Regions from separate parts of the Sus scrofa genome. Here region 1 is linked to region 2. Evidence: chromatin contacts called from public Hi-C data. All regions are on one chromosome and are shown on one strand. Each heading gives the region's core, a stretch centred on a gene start, on an enhancer-like site or on the middle of the called end of the contact. The rest is flanking DNA. Distances are from core to core; before and after follow the strand shown. Region 1 holds the start of PLA2G12B (phospholipase A2 group XIIB). Region 2 holds the start of OIT3 (oncoprotein induced transcript 3).

What was found. Hi-C and Micro-C count contacts between places; a contact is called where the count stands out from the background.
Region 1: a Hi-C map of skeletal muscle shows a contact between it and region 2, with 2.1 times the contacts expected there. The contact joins the promoter of PLA2G12B here to the promoter of OIT3 in region 2. A contact is called at or near these places in 4 of 47 Hi-C or Micro-C datasets (embryonic fibroblasts, liver and skeletal muscle).

The regions. Positions count from the first base shown.
Region 1 is chr14:75,777,538-75,783,012 of Sscrofa11.1, forward strand. PLA2G12B (phospholipase A2 group XIIB) reads right to left here and starts at 1,322. Exons shown (of 4, transcript NM_001243338.1): 1 at 1,024-1,322. The coding sequence starts at 1,234.
Region 2 is chr14:75,723,899-75,729,217 of Sscrofa11.1, forward strand. OIT3 (oncoprotein induced transcript 3) reads left to right here and starts at 2,474. Exons shown (of 9, transcript NM_001244899.1): 1 at 2,474-2,641. The coding sequence starts at 2,581.

The DNA of each region.
Region 1 (5,475 bases), core at 72-2,571, 52 kb after region 2:
TTTTGAGTTTCTGAGTTTGATCTCTTGGTATGTGGAGAAAATCTTTCTCAAGTGATTTCCTGCTAGGCCAAACTGACTCATCATTTTCATCTCTAATCTCATAATGAAACACTTGATAAACTAACAATGAAACTAATGCTATATGAGACTGTGCATGCTTTCAAAAACATTTGCAGACCTTCTGGCTGTAAGGTCCAGGGCTCCATATTCTGGTCCCGTTACACTGACTTCCAACACAGGGCGAAGGAAGAGAGGCCACAGGGTCTGCTCTTTTGCAGCCAGGCTGGCATCCAGACCCCCATGTACCCTTTCTACAGCTCAGGTCATGTTCCTACCCATTCACAGCTCCACACCTGATACCAGGCCTAGGGGCCAGTCCCAGGCCCGCTCAGGGCCTCATCCTTGGTTTTCAGAGGTAGCTGGCAAATGCCCATCCTACTTCTGAAGGCTTGCCCTTGCCAATTGAGGCAAATGGATCACAGACTGACAGATCTGCAACGAAGGCGTGGACTGCATTGGGGGAGGGAGGATTCATTTCCAAGCTACGTGCTGAGTGACTGAAGAAGCTCAGAATTTTCTGGTAGAATTTTCCCTGAATGTTCAGCTCCAGTTTTTATCCCTGGAAGACCTCACAAAGATGTCACATCCTTTCTTCCCTGCCCTCGCTGTCTTTTCCTCAGTACCTCCCTGCCTCACACCTAATCTGTTCAAATGAGCCCAGGGTACAGGTTTTGCAAAGCTCTTTGGAGTAGGTTTGCTGGATAAAATGCAGGAAGCTCAGGGAAATTTGTATTTCAGATCGACAACCAATAATTTGTCACTATAAGTGTGTCCCAAATATCCCAAGTATTTTAACAAAGTATTGGTTGTTGATTTGAAATTCCAGTTTCACTAGGTGTCCTATAGCTTAATGTGCTGAATCCAGCAACCCTCTAAGCAGTGGGTGACAGGAAAAAGCGCCTGCTCCACCTGTTCACAGGTTCACCAGCGACCGTTTCACAAAAAGAGAAATCGGGGACTCACCATATCGGCACCGGTATTGACAGACTCCATTTTTCCCTCCCAGCAGTTCCAGAAAGGAATCGAAGTAGCTGTTGACAGATTCAAAGCTGCCCCGGATGTGCCGCAGGCCCCAGTCTGAATAGGACTCCTCTGCGTCAGGGCTGCTGCCACTCTGAACCAGGACCCCCTCCAGGCTCAGCCACAGAATCAAGAAGCTGGTGGGCAGCTTCATCCTGCAGCCAGGTAGGTCCTGAGGTCCCTCCTCAGACCCCGGCCCGTGCCCCCGGAAGTCCCAATATGTAGCCCAGCGGCCAGATGCCGGGCGGGACTGGGAAAGGGATTATCTGGGACACTCAATCTGTGTGTTCCCTGGAGCTGGACTTTACACACAGCTCGGGAGGTTGGGATGAGATCAGGGCAATTAGAAAGGGCAAAGGTTAGGCAGCCCGAGGGCCTATCTGAGGGATGGATAGTGAGAGAGAACACTTCAGAGCAGCTCCCAGCTCTCCCTGGAGCAGGCAGATGTGAGCTAACTTCTCGGGAGGCCTGAGTTGTGGAGCGGCTGGACGTCTACCCCCAACCAACTTGTTAACTTAAGGATCAGTTAGGAGAGTTTGTTCCCCCAGGACCCGCCTCTTGACACAAAGAACCTAGCCTCACCCCTAAGCTGGTCACGTACACATGGTTTCTAGGGAGATGCAGGAAGATGCAGAAAGGGCTCAGGAAACCCAGGGATGGTGGGTTAATGCTGTCACCTGGACCAATGGTCCAGATGTTGTCAGGTTGTGCTCTCAGTGTGTGTGAAGGGGGCGTTCAGATTTAGGACCCCAGCTTCTGCTTTGGTCTCATCTCGGCTCTCAGGCTTGTAGCCATCCTCTTTTTCCTCTGTTTTTACAGCAGTATTTTTATTTATCCCCACCAGTGTCTGATATATACAGATTGCCCTGAGAGGGAACTGAATGCTCCTAGCGTTGTTCTTCCACTGAGTTGCTTAAAAATCAGGGTCGACTAGAAATGCGATATGAAATTTTAGGCTTTAAGACTGTTGACTGAAGTCTAGTGTTTTGGCATCATCTTCAGTTTATACTTTGCTTTTTCAGTCGTGTGAAGAGATAAGTCCTATCTGTGAAATCGCTAGTCTAAAAACATGGTATCAAATGAGTCATTTAGCTTCTCTCACAAAAGTCTGGAAAGCCCCAGAGAAAATAGTGAGTTGGATGTCTTCATTTTAGATAAGAAATGTGTTTGTCTAAAGACTCAGACTCCAGCAAGAGCAGTTGTTTAAAAACATTTCATATGAATACCAACGATGCCACCAATACTTGAAGTACTATAATTTTTGAAATCACTGTATGTTAATTCCTCATCAATTCTATGAAAAAGGGTAAGTACCATTCCCATTTGAGAGGTGAGAAAGCTGAGATACAAAGGTTAAATGACTCAGTCAAAGATAAACAGGCGATCAGTGGTAAAACCTGGGGATCAGGACCAGCTACATAATTTGAGAGGTCCAGTCAAATTGAAAATGTGGAGCTCCTTTTCAAAAAAAGCACAGGGGGAAAGCACCATTAAAGACCTAAAATACAAAGCTTTCTCTTTAAAAATGTTTTCCTGCATTATAAATATTGTAAAATATAATTGGGTAACAGTGATAACTGAGTAATAATATAAACTTACAAATCACAAAAATATTTTTGGTGTCAACTTTATATAATACAATATGTAATACTTTATTGGTGTATGATCATAAGATTTTTCTGACTTGCTTTCCTGCAAATTCATTTATTCAGTCATTAAAATTTATACTCTCAATAACTTCATTTTCAGTTCATACAATTAAAGCAATGTTAGGTGCTCTTGACAAATGCAAGATCACAAATAATATTTGATAAATTTTTAATTTTGTGAAGCCTCTGCTGATCCAGCTGCTACTGGAGCTATTAATAGTATTTTTCCCCATTTCTTGATACCTTAGTTTTTTTATTATTGTGATAAACAATTAATAATATTTACCATTTTAACTTTGTCTTTTGTCTTTTTAGGGCCGCACCCGCAGCATATGGAGGCTCCCAGGCTAGGGGTCTAATTGGAGCTGTAGCTGCCGGCCTAAGCCACAGCCGCAGCAATACCAGATCTGAGCCCATGTCTGCAACCTGCACTGTAGCTCACGGCTTAACCACTGAGCGAGGCCAGGGATTGACCCCACAACCCCATGGTTCCTCGTTGGATTCATTTCCACTGTGCCACGATGAGAACTCCGCATTTTAACTATTTTTAAATGGACAGTGCAGAGTCATTATGTACAGTAGGTACATTCACAATGTTGTTCACCTGTCATCACTCTCCATCTCTAGAACTTTTTCATCATCCCAAATTGAGACTCTATGCATATTAAACGATAATTCCCCATTCTGCTTTTCTTCAGCCCCTGGCAACCACTGTTGTTCTTTTTGTCCTTATGAATTTCTCTGTACTGGTACCTGATAGAAATGGACTCATACAATATGTGTCTTTTTGTGTCGTTTCGCTGAGCATAATGTATTCAAGTTTCATCTCTGTTAAAGCATGTGTCAATACTCATTCCTGTGAGTAATGCTGCTATGAAATGAGTATAGCTTTTGGGGTCCCCGCTTTCAATTCTTTGGGGTACATACCTAGAATTGGATTTGCTTGATCCAATTCTATGTTTAATTTTCCGTTTAACTTTGAGGAATCATCATACTATTTTCCACAGTGGCTGTAGCAGTTACATTGACCCCAGCAATGCACAAGTGTTCCAGTTTCTCCACATTCTTATCAATGCTTGTTATTTACCATTTTTTTTTTTTTTTGGCAATGGCCATCCTAATGGTTATAAGGTAGTATCTCCTTGCCATTTTAATTTGCATTCTCTAATGATTAGTGATACTGAGCACCTTTTCACAAGCTTATTGGTCATTTGTATATCATCAGAAGTGTCTGTTCAAGTTCATCTTTGCCTAGTTTTTTTTCTCCCAGCTTTATGGAGGTACTGGAATATAACATGTAAATTAAAGGTGTACATCATGATGATTTGATGCTTACATATATTGTGCAAGGACTATACAGTAGAGTTGGTTAATGCCTCCATCACTTCACACCATTGCCATTCTTTTTTTGTGGTGAGAACGTTTAAGATCAGTTTTCTTAGCAACTCTCAAATATATAATAAAATATTGAGAACTCTAGTCTATATGCTGTCAATTACATCCTCAGAGTTTATTTATTTTATAACTGAAAAATTATACCCTTTAACTGATATCTCTCCAATTTCTCCAACCCTGAGCCCTTGGCAACCACTTTTCTATTCTCTGTTTCTATGAATTCGGCTTTTTTAGATTTCACATATAAGGGATATCGTAAAGTATTTGTCTTTCTCTATTTGACATTTCACTTAATATTAGGCCCCAAGGTCTATCTGTGTTGTTGCAAGTGGCAGAATTTCTTTTTCGTGGCTGCATAATATTCATATGTAGAGACACGCATGTGTGCACACACACAAACATATCTCACATTTTCTTTGTCCATTAATCTGTAGATGGACACTTAGGACAATTCCATGTACTGGCTATTGTGAATAATACTGCCATGAAAATGAGGATAAAGATATTTCTTTGATCATGATAATATTTCCCAGAAGATTGCTAGATCATATGGTAGTTCTGCTTCTAATCTTTTGAGGAAACTGCAGTTTTCCATAGTAGCTTAACCAATGTGTACACTCACCAACAGTGCACAGAGGTTCCCTTTTTTCTACATCCTTGGCCCACATTTATCTCTTGTCTTTTTGATGATGACCATTCTGACAGGTGTGAGTTGATACCTTTTTTTTTTTTTTTTTTTTTTTTTTGTCTTTTGTCTTTTTTGTTGTTGTTGTTACTGTTGCTATTTCTTGGGCCGCTCCTGCGGCATATGGAGGTTCCCATCGGAGCTGTAGCCACCGGCCTACGCCAGAGCCACAGCAATGCAGGATCCTAGCCGCATCTGCAACCTGCACCACAGCTCACGGCAACGCCGGATCGTTAACCCACTGAGCAAGGGCAGGGATCGAACCTGCAACCTCATGGTTCCTAGTCGGATTCGTTAACCACTGCGCCACGACGGGAGCTCCCTGAGTTGATATCTTATTGTACTTTTGATTTGCATTTCCAGATGATTAGTTACGTTGAGGACGTTTTCATATACCTGTTGGCAATCAATATGCTCTCTCTGGAGAAAAAATCTATTCAAGTTGTCCATTTTTTAATCTTATTATTTATTTATTTGTCTTTTTGCCATTTCTTGGGCTGCTCCCATGGCATATGGAGGTTCCCAGGCTAGGGGTCGAATTGGAGCCATAGCCGCTGGCCTACGCCAGAGCCACAGCAACACAGGATCTGAGCCACGTCTGCAACCTACACCACAGCTCATGGCGACACCGGATCCTTAAACCACCGAGCAAGGCCAGGGATCAAA
Region 2 (5,319 bases), core at 1,224-3,723:
CAGTCAATCCTGGCAGCAAATCTGGGTTTATCTCATACACACGTCCTCTGTTTCTCTGCAACACACGTGAAGCACTCGGATGGCTTCTCAGGAACAGGAAATTGTGGGGTTTTCTTTTTTTCTGTTAAGAACATTGCCCCTTCGCAGAAGTATCCTGCAGTGAGATTGTACCTCAGTCCCAGAGTCATCCACTGCTGCCATCAGATTGCAGTTTAATAAGCCAGTGGTCAAGGTCAAATTGCCTATGTTCTGCTAGCATCAGTGATAGCTAACTACACGTTAAATCAATGGGAACCCCTTGCTAGACTGTATATTCTGCGTATAGACACCGCACTTTTACCTTACTCACTGTCAAATACCAGTGACCAGCATGTTACCTGGCCCCTAGTAAGCACTACTGTTTAATCAAACAGAAACCCTAGGGAAAGGAACCAAAGGGAATGCTACTTAGCGTAGGAAGAAAAAAGATCATGAAGACCGGTTTAGGGACTGCTTCCTACAGACCATAATATTCCTTTGCCAGTCACCAGAAATACAGTTATTAGGCAAAGAAACATAGATGCAGAAAGTTTAGGAATAACAGAAGCCCAAAGCACCAGGTCAAGGTAAGATTAGGAGAGAAAAATTTTGGTTTCGCTTGGATCCTTGCTTAAAACAGTATTTAAAAACAAATAAAACACTTTTCTCTCTCTCTCTCTCTTTTTTTTTTTCTTTTTCTTTTTTGGGCCACACCTGCAGCATATGGAATTTCCCAGGCTAGGGGCTGAATCATAACCTGCAGCTGCCAGCCTACACCACAGCCACAGCAACTCAGGATCCGAGCTGCATCTGCAATCTATACCACAGCTCACGGCAACGCCAGGTCCTTAACCTACTGAGCAAGGCCAGTGATCGAAATCACATTCTCATGAATACGTCAGGTTCTTAACCTGCCAAGCTACAATAGGAACTCCTCTCTAACTTAATTTTTAATACTTCCCCTTTACATTATCTTTAGTATTAGTGCTGGTCAATTCCCATTTTTTTTTTTTTTTTTTTGTCTTTTTGGCATTTCTTGGGCCGCACCCACAGCATATGGAGGTTCCCAGGCGAGGGGTCTAATCGGAGCTGTAGATACCGGCCTACACCAGAGCCACAGCAACTCGGGATCCGAGCTGCGTCTGCAACCTGCGCCACAGCTCACAGCAACGCCGGATCCTTAACCCACTGAGCAAGGCCAGGGATTGAACCTGAAACCTCATGGTTCCTAGTCCGATTCGTTTACCACTGCGCCACGACGGGAACTCCTGGCCAATTCTCATTCTACACACCATGGAATGTCAGGGAGCTTGCAAACTGGTACACATAATTATGGTGACATGTCTAATGACATGAAATATACAGAACTCTACATTTTCCCTCTTTTGTCTAAAAATGAAACTTCATCACTCCTTTTTCAGTGTCATTAATTTAATGAGTGTTTCCTAATTTGAAGCTCCTGCCCCTATCTTTGTGTGAAAATTAGTAATATAAATAACTTTAAACCATTTTAAATGGAGGAAGAAAGGCATTATGAAAACATGAGATACTGCTGCTCAAAATTGATTAAAAACACAACCTAGGAGTTCCCATCGTGGCGCAGTGGTTAACGAATCCGACTAGGAACCATGAGGTTGCGGGTTCGGTCCCTGCCCTTGCTCAGTGGGTTAAGGATCCGGCGTTGCCGTGAGCTGTGGTGTAGGTTGCAGACGCGGCTCGGATCCCGCGTTGCTGTGGCTCTGGCGTAGGCCGGTGGCTACAGCTCCGATTCAACCCCTAGCCTGGGAACCTCCATATGCCACGGGAGCGGCCCAAGAAATAGCAACAACAACAACAACAACAACAACAAAAAAAGACAAAAAAAAAAACAAAAAACAAAAAAACACAACCTAAACCTTATTTCTTTAGGAAGTTTTGAGCCCAAAGAAGTTTTGATAGCAAAGATACCAGACTTAGAAGCTTGCTTCAGGAGAATACTGTCCTCATGCCACACATGACCTTACTACTCCTTTGCATGCTACTGTAAACTCCTTAACCACCTGATGAAGAGATTTCCTAATGATCAATTCCAAAAAGTAGGTTTTATCCCATTCTCATTTAGAATGCAATGCTATGGCTGCAACACCATGAAATCAATACCTAGAAGTCACAAAACAAGATTTTGACGTGAGGGGATGTCCCGCTTTTAGAGTTCCCTTCTGGATAAGATACTGGAGGTCTCACTGCAGGGAACTTTTGAGAAAAAAGACAATAGGAGGATGAGGGATTGTGAAGTTTGTTTGGTTTTGGTTGTTTTTTTTTTTTTTTTTTCCTAAAGAAAAATACCAATAAAATAACCCTGTTGACAATGTAAAGCAGTGCTTCTATCTGGGGTCAAGGCCAGAGCAATGGACACTTTATCCCACTCATCCTCTTCCTCTGATAAAGTCCCAACCAGTACTGAAGTCTTTCTTCATAAGAGCCTTGAGGCCTTTTTAAAAAGGCGCTTGATAAAGAAGCGGACAAAGGAAAACTGAAATTAAGAGGATTTTCCAGTCTGTCTCTGGTGGCTGGTCCAGAAGGATGCCTCAGTTCCTGCTTCTCACCTGCCTCTTTATCACAATAACACTCGTGTCACCAAAGGGTAAGTCTTATGCCAAGTACATGGCACAATGTAATTTTTGTTGTAGGAATTTGCTGTTGTGTACAGGTTATTAAGAGCAAGATTCCAGAATCTTAAATATGGGTTCTAGAATAGTATAAAAGTCATGAATAACCTATGAAGATATGTTTTCAGAGAATTTCTCTTCCATGTGCCATTTAGCCTCTTGCCTGGGCATCCAAAATTTCCATAGATCTGCCATGTCCAAACAACTTTCCACAAGCCAAGTATTTCTTGGATATGTGTAAAAGAAATTCTAACCTCTTTATATTCTAGGCACTTTTATAGTTCCAACTTCAAGAGGGAAAAAAAAAAGATTTTTAGAGGGAAGGATGGAGTTTTTTTTCTTTAATGAATGCAAGGGACTAACTGTGCCCATGAAAGGAACAGATCTGAATAAATCAGTCTTCTGAGTCTTGACATCTGAAAATATGACTTTTGCACAGACTGAGTGAACTTTAAACTGTCGTCCTCCTCAGGCTTGGCACAAAACTGGCCAACATGGCAAAGAAAAATTTAAATTCCAGCTACTAAAAAATTTCTCTCTCCTTTCCCAGTATGAGTTCTAACTAGAAGAGAAAGTGAGAGGAGGTTAAGGTGAAGAGAAGTGTCCTTCTTGGCACTTTTGAAAAGCTGGGTGCTTAATTGCCACTATTTATTTATTCTGGGTAGCTCAGGCCTTGCTCTAGCACCTTCAAGAATATATATTAAAGGCAGTTCCCACTGTGGCTCAGTGGTAAGGAACCCCGCCCCCACTAGTATCCATGAGGATGCAGGGTTTGATCCCTGGCCTTGCTCTGTGGGTTAAGGATCCAGCATTGCTGGGAGCTGTGGTGTAGGTCACAGACGCAGCTCAGATCTGGTGTGGCTGTGGTCGACAGCTGCAGCTCCAGTTAGACCCCTAAGCCTGGGAACTTCCATATGCAGCAGGAGCAGCCCTAAAAAGACCCCCCCCCCAAGAAAATATGTATATATATGTATATATATGTGTATATATATATATATATATGTATATATTTATACATATATAAATAGGTTTGAGACCCTAAAGAGACATGGTAAACTAAATCCCATGTGGTGTCCTAGATCGGATCCAGGAACAGAGAAAGACATAGGCAAAAACTAAGGAAACCTAAACTATGGTTGAGTTAATAATAACATACCAACACTGGTTCATTATTTGTGGCAAAGGTACTACACTAGTGTATGATTATTTTGTAATATGGGAAACTGGGTCCCAATAGATGGGAACTCTTTGTACTAACTTCTCCATTATTCTCTAAATCTAGAACTGGTCTAAAAAAAAAATAATCTTAAAGATAGTTTTGGGCTAAGTTTCATCAGCCTGTATCTGCAGCCAGTACCGAACCAAGAATTGCTTAAGCCAAAGTCATCTCTCCCTTAATTTCCTCTCAGCTCTCTCCCCGTTCTTTCCTGGCTTACCCTCCCTCCAGCATCTCCTGTATCCTCCCATCAGACACCTTCTCCCTTCACAGATGTTTTTATTTTATTTTATTCATTTATTTTATTCTTTTTCGCAGCCCTTCTAAGACGTTTGACTCAATGCCATCAGAAAAGAAAAGGAGAACTTTGGGGGCTGGGGATTGGAGTCGAGGATAGGGCTGCTCTTGGGGAAGAGCAAAGAGAGAAAAGGAGAAGAGGCGAGGGAGAGGCACTGAGGGGGAAGGCGGGAAGTAAAGGGGGGGGAGAGGAGGGGCTTCCGGCCCCAGCGCGCGGGCGCAGAATCCCGCAACCACGACCACCCGAGGGGCAGCATCTGGAGTGCTGACTGAACTGTCGGCGACTCCCGATGTCCAGAACCAAAGGGCGGGGATGCATGCTGACCTTTGCTCTCGAACGCCCAGCATCCCGGGTTGGGGAGGGGCGGCCGGGCGGCTGACAGGCGAGCATCCAAGTAAAAACTGACCAGCCCTCCCTCTGCCAGCTGGTCCCCAATTCAGACTTTGAGAGAACCCCACTGGGCTGTTCTTTTTGAAGCTTTCTCACTTGAGAAGTGTATATGTGTGCACACACACACACACACACGCTTACATATCAGCAGTTCAGGATGCAACATTAGTAATGACCGAATTCCAGACTCCACACATTGAGTGACTGAAGGTAGGAATTTACACCCGTGGCCAGGTTATTAAAGGATTGAATTACTGCCTTAAAAGGCGGGGGGTGGGAGGGGGGGAGTGAAATGACTATATTTAATGTTAGAAAATATTGCACGGGTAACTTTTAAAATATATGCTTATTTTACAGAAGATAGTGGGTAAATTTCTCCAATGTGTGCCATGTATCTCCTGCAACAAGAAAGGAAGTAAACTTTTAACAGATAGCACAAGAAATGATAGTTTGATTTAAGGAAAAACTTCATAAATTGTGAAATAGTTATTGAGGGAGGTTTAGGAATTTCTGTAAAAGCTATTAAAAGTTGAATACCTAACCATTTCTTACAAAATTAGAGCCAAGGAGATGAACCAAATATTTCTATGAATTTGTAATCACCTGTGAAATTGCCCTGGAAACCTTTCTTCATAGGAGAACCACAGCTAGGAGAGCAGATGAAGGAATTTTTCCCTTCTGAGAGGGGAGAAAGTCTGTATGAGGACATTTCTCCCCCTCAAGGGACATCATACCATGATCAGGGCACA